Linked DNA regions of Danio rerio: region 1 is linked to region 2. A link is a contact called in public Hi-C data. All regions are on one chromosome and are shown on one strand. Each heading gives the region's core, a stretch centred on a gene start, on an enhancer-like site or on the middle of the called end of the contact. The rest is flanking DNA. Distances are from core to core; before and after follow the strand shown. Region 1 holds the start of ndufa12 (NADH:ubiquinone oxidoreductase subunit A12). Region 2 holds the start of acot18 (acyl-CoA thioesterase 18).

The links. Hi-C and Micro-C count contacts between places; a contact is called where the count stands out from the background.
Region 1: a Hi-C map of hematopoietic stem cells shows a contact between it and region 2, with 2.7 times the contacts expected there. The contact joins the promoter of ndufa12 here to the promoter of acot18 in region 2. A contact is called at or near these places in 4 of 18 Hi-C or Micro-C datasets (caudal fin, embryo, hematopoietic stem cells and 1 more) and 1 of 4 datasets of contacts at active chromatin or transcription factors (embryo).

The regions. Positions count from the first base shown.
Region 1 is chr4:26,489,249-26,495,959 of GRCz12tu, forward strand. ndufa12 (NADH:ubiquinone oxidoreductase subunit A12) reads right to left here and starts at 1,524. Exons shown (of 4, transcript NM_001033103.2): 1 at 1,358-1,524. The coding sequence starts at 1,446. nr2c1 (nuclear receptor subfamily 2, group C, member 1) reads right to left here. Exons shown (of 14, transcript NM_001020622.1): 14 at 4,307-4,848. The coding sequence ends at 4,674.
Region 2 is chr4:26,339,700-26,347,083 of GRCz12tu, forward strand. acot18 (acyl-CoA thioesterase 18) reads left to right here and starts at 5,821. Exons shown (of 12, transcript NM_001201537.1): 1 at 5,821-5,865; 2 at 6,459-6,536. The coding sequence starts at 5,825. acot17 (acyl-CoA thioesterase 17) reads left to right here. Exons shown (of 12, transcript NM_213247.2): 9 at 1,497-1,590; 10 at 1,659-1,739; 11 at 3,477-3,618; 12 at 4,238-4,712. The coding sequence ends at 4,359.

The DNA of each region.
Region 1 (6,711 bases), core at 274-2,773, 150 kb after region 2:
ACATGCTTTGTCTTTGTGATGTATATAACTTTACTGTTCTTGTATGTGTAATAATGTGTGTTTTTTATTTTTTATTTTAGGCTGCCTTTTTAAAATCTGGCAGGGGGCAACAGATGAAAATTAGCCCTTGTGGCTAACTCTGGCTTATTTACAGTTTTACTATTGATTGATGAGCATTGTCCCTGTTAAATAAAATAAATGTAAAAAAAATAAATTTCAATTCCAACAACTGTAATTTTATTAACTGATGTTAACACACACAAGTAAATACCTTAATAAATGTATTGTCCATTACTTGTTTGTGTTAGTAAACACAGTAACTAGACTTAACTATGTGACCCTTATTATACTTTCTCCATACACATTTGTACACAGCACCTTATAACTTGTGTATATATATATATATATATATATATATATATATATATATATATATATATATATATATATATATATATATATATATATATAACAAATCTGTACATACAACTCAACATCTCGATCTTTTTTGACTAACTGCATCTCTGTTTAATGTTTATCATCTTTTTCTTTTTTATGTTGTCACTTTATGTAAACTGGAAGCTTCTGTAGCCAAAACAAATTTCTTGTGTGTGAAGCACACTTGGCAATAAAACTGATTCTGATAAAATGTTACCAATAAAATTAAATAATTCTTGAAAATTTCTAGTTAACTGAATTATGTGTGAACGATTTGGATTATGTCTGTAAAAAAGTCAATATTTGGTCTGATAACATTTCCTAAAAATTTCAAATGAAATATTGTCATTTAGTGCGTGTGTTTACCAAAATTTACTATTAGTTTGTATAACAAACGATTTCATATGTGATGATTACTGCAAAAAAAAGTGGATTTCTGAACTCTTCTAAAGTTTAAACATTGGTATTGTTTTGTCTAAAGAGACATATAAACGTCATTGTTTCTAATTAAAGCATTTAAAAAAGCTTTAAATGACTATACAATATTATAATAGATTTAGCAAATGTTACTGAATTTAAAACCTTTAATAACTTTATAATGTTAAAGCTATTGCTGCGATTAATTTAAAATAAAATATAATGAGCTCTTATTTTTTTGCTAAGTATCTCAAGTCATAAAATGTTTTATTGTAATTTGTCATTTAGTTTGTTCACACCATTACCTGCAAAGCTATAGTAATACGGTAATACAAATAATCCTTCAAATCAAGAGACTTATGTTCAGTGTTTTGTAGTCATGTGTACAGTCACTATCAGAAAGGTCATTGCTTTAAGCTCAGTGTCTAACTGCTTTACACGCGTTATTTGATATCTCTGATTATATCGAAAACTGTAAAGCACAAATATTTTAGTGTCCCACCTGAACAACTGCACCAGGAAGCCTTTTACACCGCCGTGACCGGTAAATTCACCGACGAACCGCCGCATTAACGTTGCGTACCCCGCCATCGCTGACGGACTCTAAACACCGACGGACTGTCGCGCAACTTCATCGTTCCTCCGGTAAAACGATCACGAACGATGCGTTCCGCCAAAATGTTTGGACAGAATTAAAGTGCAGGTTAGTGACCCCAAGTGAGTCAACGTATAGTAAATTCAGTTAAAAAATTATAAATTTTCTATGAAATACATTTTACTATACATTATTTATGGCTTTTGATATTTCAGTTCACGTATGTCATGCCTGTCATTTAAATCCACCCTACTTTTAACCTTATTTCTTTCTTTGTAAAAATTACATTAGGCCTAAAATATGTTTTATTAAACACTTAAAATGTAAAAATTACTAACTTATTGAGGTATATTTTACATCATAATCGAAGAACTTTGCAGTTCTCTAAACTGTTCATATTCATTTTGTGTTAATCTCTTTAATGTTATTATTACATTTATTTATTTATTTATTACAGCAATTCATTATATTCATATTTCATCTTAAAAATAGCTTAAAATCAAGAAAAAATTACATTTTAAAATATATCCTCTTAAAAATTAAATAGTCTAAGTTAAACATTTCAAAATATTAATTTCTTTGTTTTGTGTCTTAGTTAGCATACTTTTTAAGAAAATATTAGCAATATCATAGTAGTATTAAAACTATGCGTTTCATCAAAACAAGCCTAGTAATATATCCGAAATCTGGAAATATGGGCTAATAATAATTATTGTTATAGGTCATAATTAGCCCTGGGGACAAGAAGGAAATGTCCTCCTAAATTTTCTAAATATATCAGCCTACATGAAAATTTGATTTTTATGGCATATTTCTATCTAAATATTTTACATAAATTATATAGTTGAAGTCAAATTATTATTATATAATTGTTATAATAATAGTCAACCATTCTTTTTTTTAGCCATTTTTCTTTATCAAAAATTTACCCAAATAATGTTTAACAGAGCAAGGAATTTCTCACAGTATTTCATACGAAATTTTTCTTCTGAAGAAAGTTTTACTTGTTTTATTTTAGCTAGAATAAAAGCAGATTTTATATTGATTGTAGATTTTATAATAATGTTTAAAAATGACTAGACTTGACTTGTTTTATTTTATCTTTTTAAACAATTTTAAGGTTAAAATTATTAGCCCCCTTTAGCATTTTCCCATAGTCTACAGAACAAACTATCATTAAACAATAACTTATCTAATTACCCTAACTTGCCTAATTAACCTCGTTAAGCCTTTATATTGCACTTTAAGCTGAATACTAGTATTCTTGAAAAACATCAAGTAAAATATTATTTACTGCCATCATGGCAAAGATAAAAGAAATCAAAAAATATAAATTAGTTAGTCACTTAACTAATTTAGTATCAATATTAAAACTAGTATTTAAAAAATCAACAAAACTGTAAAAAAAAAAAAAACAGCAAAAAATTTGATAATTTCTTAAAGAACCCTGTGAATCTGAAAATGAGTTATTTTATAGAACTGAAAAAAAAAAAAATATTATTCAATGACCCAGCAAATAATTGCAAGTAATTATAGGATTTTTTTTTTAATTCCTCACTAAGGCTAAGACCATTCAACATATACAAAATATTTAGCAAACGTGAGATACTGAATGTCTTTGTATAATTTGTATAATAATAGTATTAGCTCTACTAACTGATTCAAAATTAACACAAATACGGATTAACAAATAATAAGCAAAAATCAAGTAATTGAAATCGTGTAAAATTCAAGAGCTCAAAAACTAAACAAAATGCAAAAAAAGTCACGCATTGAAAGACAAGCATAAATGAAAAATAAAACTCATATAAAATGACATTGCACAAAACTGACAATTCAAAGTTTTCCAAATTGTAAACAAAAGCAGTCCACTCATATTGAATGTGTTTGTTTCCATATGATCTTTTTGGGCTTGTCTCTACATTGTGTTGCCAAATATGCCATTCGAATTTCGTTTAAATCAGGGGTGTCCTAACTTTTTCTTATAAAGGGCCAAAAACCAAACTTGATTGAGGTTATACTTGGCTAATATACTTGGCTAATTTCCTAATTTATTTAATAATGTTTAAAAATGACTAGAAAATATTGTTTTATATTAGCTAATAGTTTTTCTTTTACATTTATTAATGAACTTATTACAATAAAAAACAAAACAATCTCATGTATAACAGAATTACACTAGTTTTTGCCTTAATTTGTTTGTCATTGTCTTCTAGATAGTCCTCTATTCACTGAAAAAAATCAGATTCATTTACAACATTTATTTAAAACATTTTTGTCGCTCAGCAATAGAACAAACAAAAAAAAAAGGCTACTTCCAAATTAAAAATGACAATTGGCGTTCATCTTAACCTTCTCCATCATACTCACTTCTCCTCTCAGATGGGATGGTGGGATAAAAATCAAGAATTACAATGGGCTAACTTTGGCCTGCGGGCCCTAATTCTGGTTTAAATCATGGCTAGATTCAGCATCATTATTGGTCCACTATTAGTTTTGACAGCTGCTTTTCTAGCCAGTCAAAGGAAAAAAAGTGTGATTAATGATGCTTTTTTGTTCAGAGCTTGTTTCCGAAAACAGATTTCAACCTTTAATAATAATAATAATAAAAAACAACAACACAAATATATATTTAAACTTTACAGAGTTCACAAGGTTCTGAAAGAAATAATCGGAAAATTCCTCATGATTGTCCAAAAGACTTTTCTATTCAATAGTGATTACTAAATGATTTTTCACAATGATTGCACGCTCAGAGTAAGGATTAGCCAATGAAATATATAAGATAATAAATAGAAAACAATGACAACATTTCCTGAACATAAAAAAAACAAAAATAAAAATATACACATTTTTGTCCTTGATTTGACATTTATTATTAGTCCTATATACACAATTCATATACAGAGAAAGTCAGTGCTTTTGGGGGGGAAGGTTTCTGGAACAAGTTCTCCAGAACATGTTCTTGCACTTCTGTGTCTTCATAGACACTTTTTAAACATAATTACAGCAATACAATAAAAGCCCGAAGGACTGAACCACAACAGTTGTGGTAATCCATATTACAAAACCCATAGACACGATCACTGACCAAAATGAAAAAGCAAAGTCATAACAAAATGATTTTCTCATTCAAAATTCGTATGATTATATCATAAAGCGTCTGAATGTGCAAAGCCGGAGACATGTTAAAGCTGATGGGTGAGGCTGTGGGCGGGGTTCGTCACTCGACGCCGCTGATTGGCTGGCTGTTGTAGTCGGTAGATTCCATTTTGAGGATGTACGGAATGATGCTGTCGATCTGGACGTTGCCAATGAGGCCTGCGAAAAACAGCTCTTCGGTGACTGCTGCGCTCATGAGGCGCAGAGCCGGCAGACGAACTAACAACTTTGAAAGACTGAAGGAGAGAAGAATTAATGATTAGAGATAATTACCTCATAAAACAAGTCTTCAGAATTTCAAATAATGTCAGAACTATTAGCCCTTCTGGTAAATTTTTATTATTTTATATTTTTCCCCCAATTTCTGTCTAATGGAGGAAGGATTTTATTAAACACATTTCTTAATATAATAGTTTTAATAACTACTTTCTAAAACCAATTTCTTTAATTTTAGTCATGATGACAGAAAATAATATTGTAATGTAATGTAACGCGTATTTATATAGCACATTTATCTGGTATGGCCATATGCCCAAAGCGCTTCACAATCAAGAGGGGGGTCTCTCCACACCAGCACCAGTGTGCAGCATCCATTTGGATGATGCGACGGCAGCCACGAGACAACAACGCTAGTTTGCTCACCCCACACCATCTATAGGTGGAATGGAGAGACAGTGATAGAGCCATTTTGGTGGATGGGAATTATTAGGAGGCCATGATGGGTAAGGGCCAGTGGAGGGAATTTGGCCAGGACACCGGGGTTACACCCCTACTCTTAACCAGAAGTGCCATGAGATTTTTAATGACCACAGAGAGTCTAATGTCAGTTTAACGTTTCATCCAAAAGACAACACTCACTGACAGCATAGCGCCCCCCTTCACTCTATAGGGGCATTAGGACCCACTAACGGCACTTCCAACAGCAACCTAGCTTTCACATGTGGTCTCCCATCCAGGTACTGACCAGGCTCAGCCCTGCTTAGCTTCAGTAAGTAACCGGCCTTGGGCTGCAGGGTGATATGGCTGATATTTTACTAGATAGATACTAGTATTTAGCTTAAAGTGCAATTTAAAGACTTAACTGGGATAATAAGGTTAACTAGGCAAATTAGGGTAATGAGGCAATTATTTGTTTTACAATGGTTTGTCCTGTAAATTTTATTTTTATTTATTGTAATTTTATGTTTTAATGCCATATCAGCAGAAATAGCTATACTCATGACAACCCCATACTAAATATATAATAACAAACCTTCATTGTACCAAAAAACTGAAAAAAAACTTTGTCCTGTAAAACAATACTTTTATTATAATTATTATTATTTTCTTGTATTATAAAAGTTTGTTCACCCCTTGCAGATTGTACAAAATGTTAATAATTTTATTAAAATAGGGGCATTATACATAATTCAAACATATATTTTTTTAGTCCTGAGCTGAATAGGATATTTCACGTACAGGTTTACACATAGTCCACTAGAGCCAATACTATTTAAAATGACATATATTACTTTTCAAATACAGCAATTACATAATTAAATACAATTACACAGTTCAAAAGTTTACAAACCCTTAATGCTTTATCCGCTTGTTAAGTGGTGACGTTTTTGTGACGTATGTAATACTGTTTCCGGGTCCAAGCCTCCATTCATTTGAGTGGAGAAATCATTCGTTTATGCTCACAGTTTATTCCTATGACACATTAAAGTTAATTTTATATAAAATCATAGAGTACACAACAATCTCTGGGCTTGCTGCATAACAAATACCAAAAATTTAACAATTTATAAAAAAAATTAATCACTTTCTGGCAATCGGATATTAGGCATGGACATATATACTGCGATCGTTGTCGCTTTGTAAACGTTTATTATGACCATTTCATGAATCTCCCCATTCAGTTGAATAGAGCGCTTGGACTCGGAAGCCGCTTCGCGTGACGTCACACTTAACAAGCGGATAGTCTTTTACAGTTTTTAGTTGTACATAATTTTTGTGTATTTGATCCCTTTCCAGAAAATACAATCACTTTGAGATCCCTCTTTTAATACAGAGGACAACAAAAAAGATTGAATTAAAAACCAGAGCATAAAAACTTT
Region 2 (7,384 bases), core at 4,571-7,070:
AGGAGAGTATAAAAATGATCTGTTAGGTATTTTGAGCTGGAACATTCTGGAAACACCAAAGACTTCTTACCTCTTATAAAAGAGTATTCAAGATGATGTTCATAAAATAATAAAATTCATCTCTAAAAGTCACATCAATCTCTGCTGGAAGTTTATTGGTGGCTGCAAAACAAGTCTGTGTATACTGTATATCCCATTCGTAAAAACACAATCTACATAAGCTTTGTGTGACTAAAATAGTCTTCAAAATATCATACCGGTCAAAAAGAAATGATGGCATCATCCTTCAAGCCTGAACATTCTTCAGTTTGAACTGCATAGTTGCCTTCAGCATGAAAAAGCAACTCCGTTATTCATTCATTTTCCTTCGGCTTAGTCCTTTTATTCATCAGGGGTCGCCGCAGCGCAGACCCATACACACTCTAACCCACTACAGCCAATTTGGTTTAATCAGTTCACCTATTAAGCATGTCTTTGGACTATGTACCCGGAGAAAACTCATGCAAACACAAGGAAAACATGCCCCCATGCCTCCAATCCCATCCTTGAAAAACAGTTTTGCTTTTTGTTATGGATCCAGGACCATATTAGCCTTTAAGAAAAAAGATTGGGTAAAGTTTGCCTGCCGAGATGCTCTGTCAGATCGACACATTGCACATAAACTGTTTTAAAAAATAAATGACGTGTCTATCTGCATAAACGGGATGCACAGATATACAAATCTACATTTGTTGACAGACAGTTAGGGCTACCTATTGTAAATTTCGGCCTGAATATTTTGAGTGGGCAAACATTTTAGTCCTATACCTTAGCCAGAATATAAAGTACACTTTTAAAGTTTACTTTAATCATTACTATTGGAATGTGAAGACACTTTCAAAGCACAACAAAAATGTTTATGAAGACAATCACCTATTGAACTTTAAGATATAGTATTGGACATTTGATTTCCAATGCGCTGTCAGCAGAAAACCAATCAGAACAGATTTGGCCATCTGACCTATCAGAGAAGCGTGTACTTATCCAAATGGAAGGATTTAGAGAGACTAAATCATTTGAGACACTTTGAGAAATAGAGGTGATACCACATTGTGTGATTATGAGAAAACAAAAAATAAATGCAGACCTACAAAACAAAATTAGGATCTTTTAAAATACTACAATAGAGACATTTTTAACAAAAAAAAGTTATATTTGACTATGCACAATATTAATATAATCATATTTAGTATTCTAAGTATTTGAATGAACTTCTACAGCATATTTATTTATAATTGTGTGTACAGTTTAATTTTAACAAGTAAATTAAACAGATTAAAGCATCTAAAGAACTAATTTACCAAGAAATAGCACATCTTACAATTTTTGTAATGGTATTAGATGTTTCTGTCATATATATTGTTCTTTCACAAAGTGAATAAACCCTCTCATATCAGGCACTTGAATAACTGGTCCTAATGATAAACAGTAACACACAATGGTAATGCTCATTGCAGGCTTAACGGTAAAATACAAGTGAATGAGGACAACCACTTAATACACAGAAACACGATCTTGCCAATTCCCTCAGACCCGGCTCTGAAAGTAGACGTAAGTTTGACTTCAGCATGTTTTTTTGTCTTTTTTTTTTTTTTTGTAATTATCAGTTCCGTTTTCAGGTTGGGAGAATAAAGTGTCCTCTTTTGTTGGTGAATGGTACTGATGATCAGAATTGGGCTACCGTTGAATCTGCTGAAGATGTGAGTCTATTGTTTGTATGAATGTTTTTTTTTTTTTTATGTATGTATGTTAATTTATATATTTCAGTCAAATTCCCTGACTTTCACTGACATAACGCCACATCAGTAGGAAATACTGCAAAACTTTCCTCTATCCTTGCTCAAAGATAACTTGAAAAAGAAATATTTAAAAAAGGATTAAAAATTTCACTGTAGGGCTAATAACATTAACATAAACCTGTAGCTCAATAATGATTAACCTTTATAGAATTTATACAGTAAAGACTATATACAGTTTGCAATGTTATACTTGATTACTGTATATTATTCAGTTTGTTTAACGAAAAAGATGCATGAAAAACCTGAAAAGCACTGTTTATTTAAATAGTGTGTATGCTATATTTTATTCATTTTGTGTTGTGCTTTACTTTTATTAATTTTATTTTTCTTTGACAGTGCTTTTTTACTGAGCATATCATATATACCGTACCGAAACAGTGGCCAGAAAACCAAACATGAGAAGTCTGTATTGTTATACAGCAAGTAAACACGTGGTTGATGAACATGCATGACTGTTAAGCTCATGTCTTTTAAAGCACTTTGTACATGAGCATCTCGCTCACTGCTAAACAGAACAAACCAGCTGAAATCGGCCTGGCTGGTCAATCGAGTGTCTCTAATTGAAAGCAAGTTAAATTTAATATGATGAGAAAAAACTAATTCTGATATTCCATTACTTGGACATAAAATATAAACATTTCTTTGACTTTCAATGACTGGAATAGACCTTTTGTAATTTAATGGTTATACTTCAAAAAGATGTGTGTAAGCTCATGTAAAGGAATAATAACAATAGATCTTTTTTTTGTAAAAATGTTATCTTTTACGTAATATATTTTATCCTTAATTAGATGGATAAAAATCAACTTAACCAAAAATTAGAAATGTGGATGTACCCTGGTGGATTTGTTTTGATACATTTTTGCTGAAGGGAGGACATCAACATGACATCAGGTTGACGTTGTACGCCAATGTCGTAGGACTTTCCAGTTTGTTTGGAAATAAAAAATCAGGTTGACATCAGAACCCAACGTCAGGCTGATGTCAATGTCCAACCTAAAATCGACCAAATATCAACATCTAATGATATTACAGCTTGACGTTGTGTAGACATTACAGAAATGACATCTATCAAAATCCAAAAATGGATTTTGGTTGACATACCTGCTGAATAAATGTCAGTGTATGATGTCAATGTGACGTTAATTTGAAATGTTGGCTCTACATTGGATTTTGGTCATTTTCCAACACAACCTAAAATCAACAAAATATCAACGTCATTTCAAATCGTTATTGGACGTCAAAATAACATTGTCCTTAGATGCTGGTGACCTAAAGCTAACCTAATATTAACGTTGTAAGACGTTATGTGCCAACTGGAATGGTTCACTCAAAAAAGAAAATCCTGCCCTGGGTTATTCACCTTTGACTTGCTCCAAATGAGTTTTTATATAGATACACTGGACAATTTGAAAATCCTTTAACCACTGACTTCCATTGCATTTGTTTAGTAGGTTCTACTATGCATGTCACTGGTTACAGGTTTCCACCCTTCTTCCAATATTATTCATCAGATATTCTCATGAATGTTGGTACCCAAAATGTTCTGTTTACCATTGACTTTAAATAACAGTTATCCGTATAGTGTTCACACAAATGCAATTAATTAGAACCTTGATATGATTCATTTACACACAGATGGAGATGATGATGAAGAAAGCAGGAAATCGACAACTGCTGACTGTCTTGACATACCCTGATGCTGGTCATCTAATTGAACCTCCATACACACCTCACTTCAGAGCAACTAACTTCCTCCTGCATAAAATGAATGAGAAAGGCAAGCATACATGATCTATCATTGCCTTCTGTTTTGCAGTTTTCATATCCTTTTTCCTCACATGACAACTACGTTTTATTTATGAGCCGCACTTAGAAATTAGGGAACTTTCATTCAAATGAACATAAATAATACACCTGTTATAATATTCAATATACTATATGGTTTTATTTACATAATAGTGAGGTAGCCGAAATGGAATAGTTTTTTGCGATTTACAGTTTGTATTATACACAATAACAATCAGGATAATCTCCATTTACAAATATCAAATATCTGCAAAATGGCCAAAAACGCTGTATTACAAGATGACAGTGGCAAATGCTGGCTTGGTATACGCAAGTATATGTAGAAAAGTGACAACATGTCTACAGCCGCTAATTTGGTATGCATTTAGAACTCTCCATTTACATATAAAGCATCTGCGATGTGGGATATAATATTCGTTAAGTGAATCCACATGTTGCACTAGTATGAAACTCATACAGGTTTGAAACATGTGGAGGGAGAGTGAATAATGTCAACTAACATTTTTTAGTAATGCGTCTCTTTAAATCTCCTTAAATGTGTAAATATCTGTTTGAATGTACATCTGAATGTTGTTTTGTTGTTTCTGCAGTTGTCATGCTGTGGGGTGGACAAACTAAACCACATGCATACGCTCAAGAGGACTCATGGAAGAAGATTTTAGCATTTTTTCGAGAGCACCTCTACGGTTCAAGCGTTAAAGCCAAATTGTAGTTTCTTCATTTGAGACTGTGATATATGACCAACTTCATTTCAAAATGCCTTTAAATTCAATGATGATGCTGCCAGTACTTGATGTTACATTTCACTTTGTTATCTGTATTGCATAAAAGAGGATCTTAAGTATATTTTAAGCAATACTTTTGTAGCAGACACATGCCAAAATGCATTATTAATTATTGTAATAATTATGTACAGAAATTAATAATTACATGGTTATGGTAACACTGCCAAATAAATGTATTAGATTCTGTTTGCGGAGAAAGACACTTAAGATGATTCTGGCACTACATTTTCTTATTTTGTAATCAAAATCTACCTCTGCTTAATAAAAGCATAAATAATAATTTGAGATCATTTCATTTTCTAATTTAGTTGGACTTTTGTTTGTTTTTAAAAAAAAAGATTGTGTGTTTTCTAAAATGACTATTATGATTATGAGAATCTGTGTTTTAAACATGAAAAATATTTATGCAATCTAGAAGATTTGAGATAATTTGGATGAATTTGCTATAATAAAAGTTAGTTTTATTTATATTAATGGTATTTTGGGATGTAAATACCTGTTGTATAATTAACCTGTATGAGTTGCAAAAACAATGAGTTTGCTCATTTTTTTACCGATAAGATAATAATATCAGAAAGGCAATCAGCTCATCCAATCAGCCAAGTTTTGCTGTTGTCAGAAAGGATCAATCACGACTAAAGTCAAGGCAATTGATAGCAAAATTTTGGAAGCAATCGTACTGATTATAAAAACATTAACCTTTAGTCTTGACACACTACACACATTGTTCTTCAAAATGATGCAATTGTTTAGAAATCGATCTCCTTGAAGTGGAAAATACTTCTTCCTGGGACATTTTTAACTCCCTTAAAATTGCAGTTGTTAAACCCCTCTTTAAAAAAGAGCAATTTGGATAACACCCTATTGAGCAACTACAGACTGATTTTGGTTTCATATTTTGACAACTTCAACTCCTCTGCTACAGGTGTTTTTTAATCATTTATTGATTTATTTTTGTTTGTTAATTTTTGTTATTTTATTTATAAGTTTGTATTATTATTATTATTGAGAATGGAAAGATTGTGAATGTATGCAAACTGATTGTTATCTTTTGTGTAATTATAAACTGTATTAATGCCTTTCTGTTTCCGTTCAAGCAATGTTTATAAAAAAGATGTTCCTTGAAGCCAAGAAAATCTTCATCTATAGCTCAACAGATAAGGGAGAAGAGCAGTCTGACATGCTTTAATTTACTAGCGTTAGATAAAAGAAACAGATTTTAAAAAGGTGGCACTTAGTGACACTTTTGCTTGTACAATAAACTGCCTGCACAATATCAATTCATGGAAGAAGATGAAAAAAAACACTAAGCTCTGAATATATCCTATCTACTGGAAAATGTTTTTGATTCGAGTCACCAGCAGATGGCAGTAATACACTGATAAGTGTGGCATGTTAAAAATAGAAAGAAGAAGAACAGGACGGGACCATGGGTAGGTCTATGGTGGGACACCACTCAAAAACATAAATATTTTGTATAAGTGTGGGTCAATATGTTGGTATTTAATAATTTGTATATTTGTTGAAATCTATGCAATTTACGCGTTGTCTTTGTGGTGGTTGGAGCTTGTGTTGCATTAATTGTGATTTGTCTTCCCTTCAAAATGACATGCTAATTTAGAGTTTCAGTGTCGGAATTTACAGTATTTGCATTAAAAAGGTATGCCCTGGCTTTAGAATGTTATAAAGGACATTTGCTGCTGTGATGACATTCTGTGTCAAAGGTAACATTTCGTCATCAGCATTAGTCCATGCTGAACTTCAGAACGTCATCACTACAGGTAGTTATTTGAACGATAAGTTAAATTATCTAACGTTATACTAACGTTACGTCTACAATTTGTAGTTATAACGTTCATTTCCTGTAGGTAAATTAAAATAGATTGGATTTAAATTAGATGGATATCGTTCTTTAAAACTTCCTTCTGCCTGGGTCTTTCACTTACGCAAGCTTACACGTTAAACAAGTTGTAAACTTTTTGAGAAGTGAAGTAATACATAATTTATTTATCTTTTGCCTTTGTAGGAATATTGTGACTGACTCTAATCAGTTTATAGAAGAAAGAAACGTCTATTATCGGACTACCATGTTGGCACCTGTTAGGTAACGTACATATATTTCTTGTCATCAACAAAGGTTTTAACAAAATACTGTATGTATTTTTTACAGCTACAGAATCATGACTTCGTAATTTAATTAATTCGTTTATTTTTTTGTCTGTGATTGTGATTAAGTTAACATTATCATAATTTGTGACATTGCGGCAGGTAATTGTTGATTTTACTAGCGTTTATTAGGCAACATGATTGCAACTCACTTACCCTGATTGTTCCAAAGTCATGTAGGCTAACTGTGTAGTGTGTAGCAAATGGGGAATTTTGCCTTTTCCCCTCCATGACATTGATGAATAGTAACTGACTAACGTTAGTGTAGTGTAAAAATAAATGTAAAAGCACCACATTTCATAAAAATGGTCAGAGTCTTGTCTTAAATGTGTCTTCAGGAAAAAAAATATAACATTTTCAGAACAATTCTTCTCCTGAGATAGTAATGCCTGGTTTATTAATCAAAGTCAGCTTTGTTGTTGTCTATTAAATGATATGTACAGTAAATACAATTACACATATAATTTAATCTTAAAATATAAGTAAAAAAATTGTAAACAACGCAATTACACTCAAGGGCACATGGCAAGGAGTGCAAACCAGAGTTGTGCAGATGCTAAACAGTTTATAGTGCAACAAGCTTGTAAATATGATCATATTTACTATATTTATCATAAGCCTGATAAGGTAAGATGATATGAAAAGGTAAATATGATTAAACATTTGTGAATCGATGATTTAGTCACATTACTTTGTCTTTTTAAATTTAAATAATTTAGCATTTAAGTGTGTTTATATAATAATTTCTATAAAAATAATATAAAAATAATTAAATGTAATATAAAA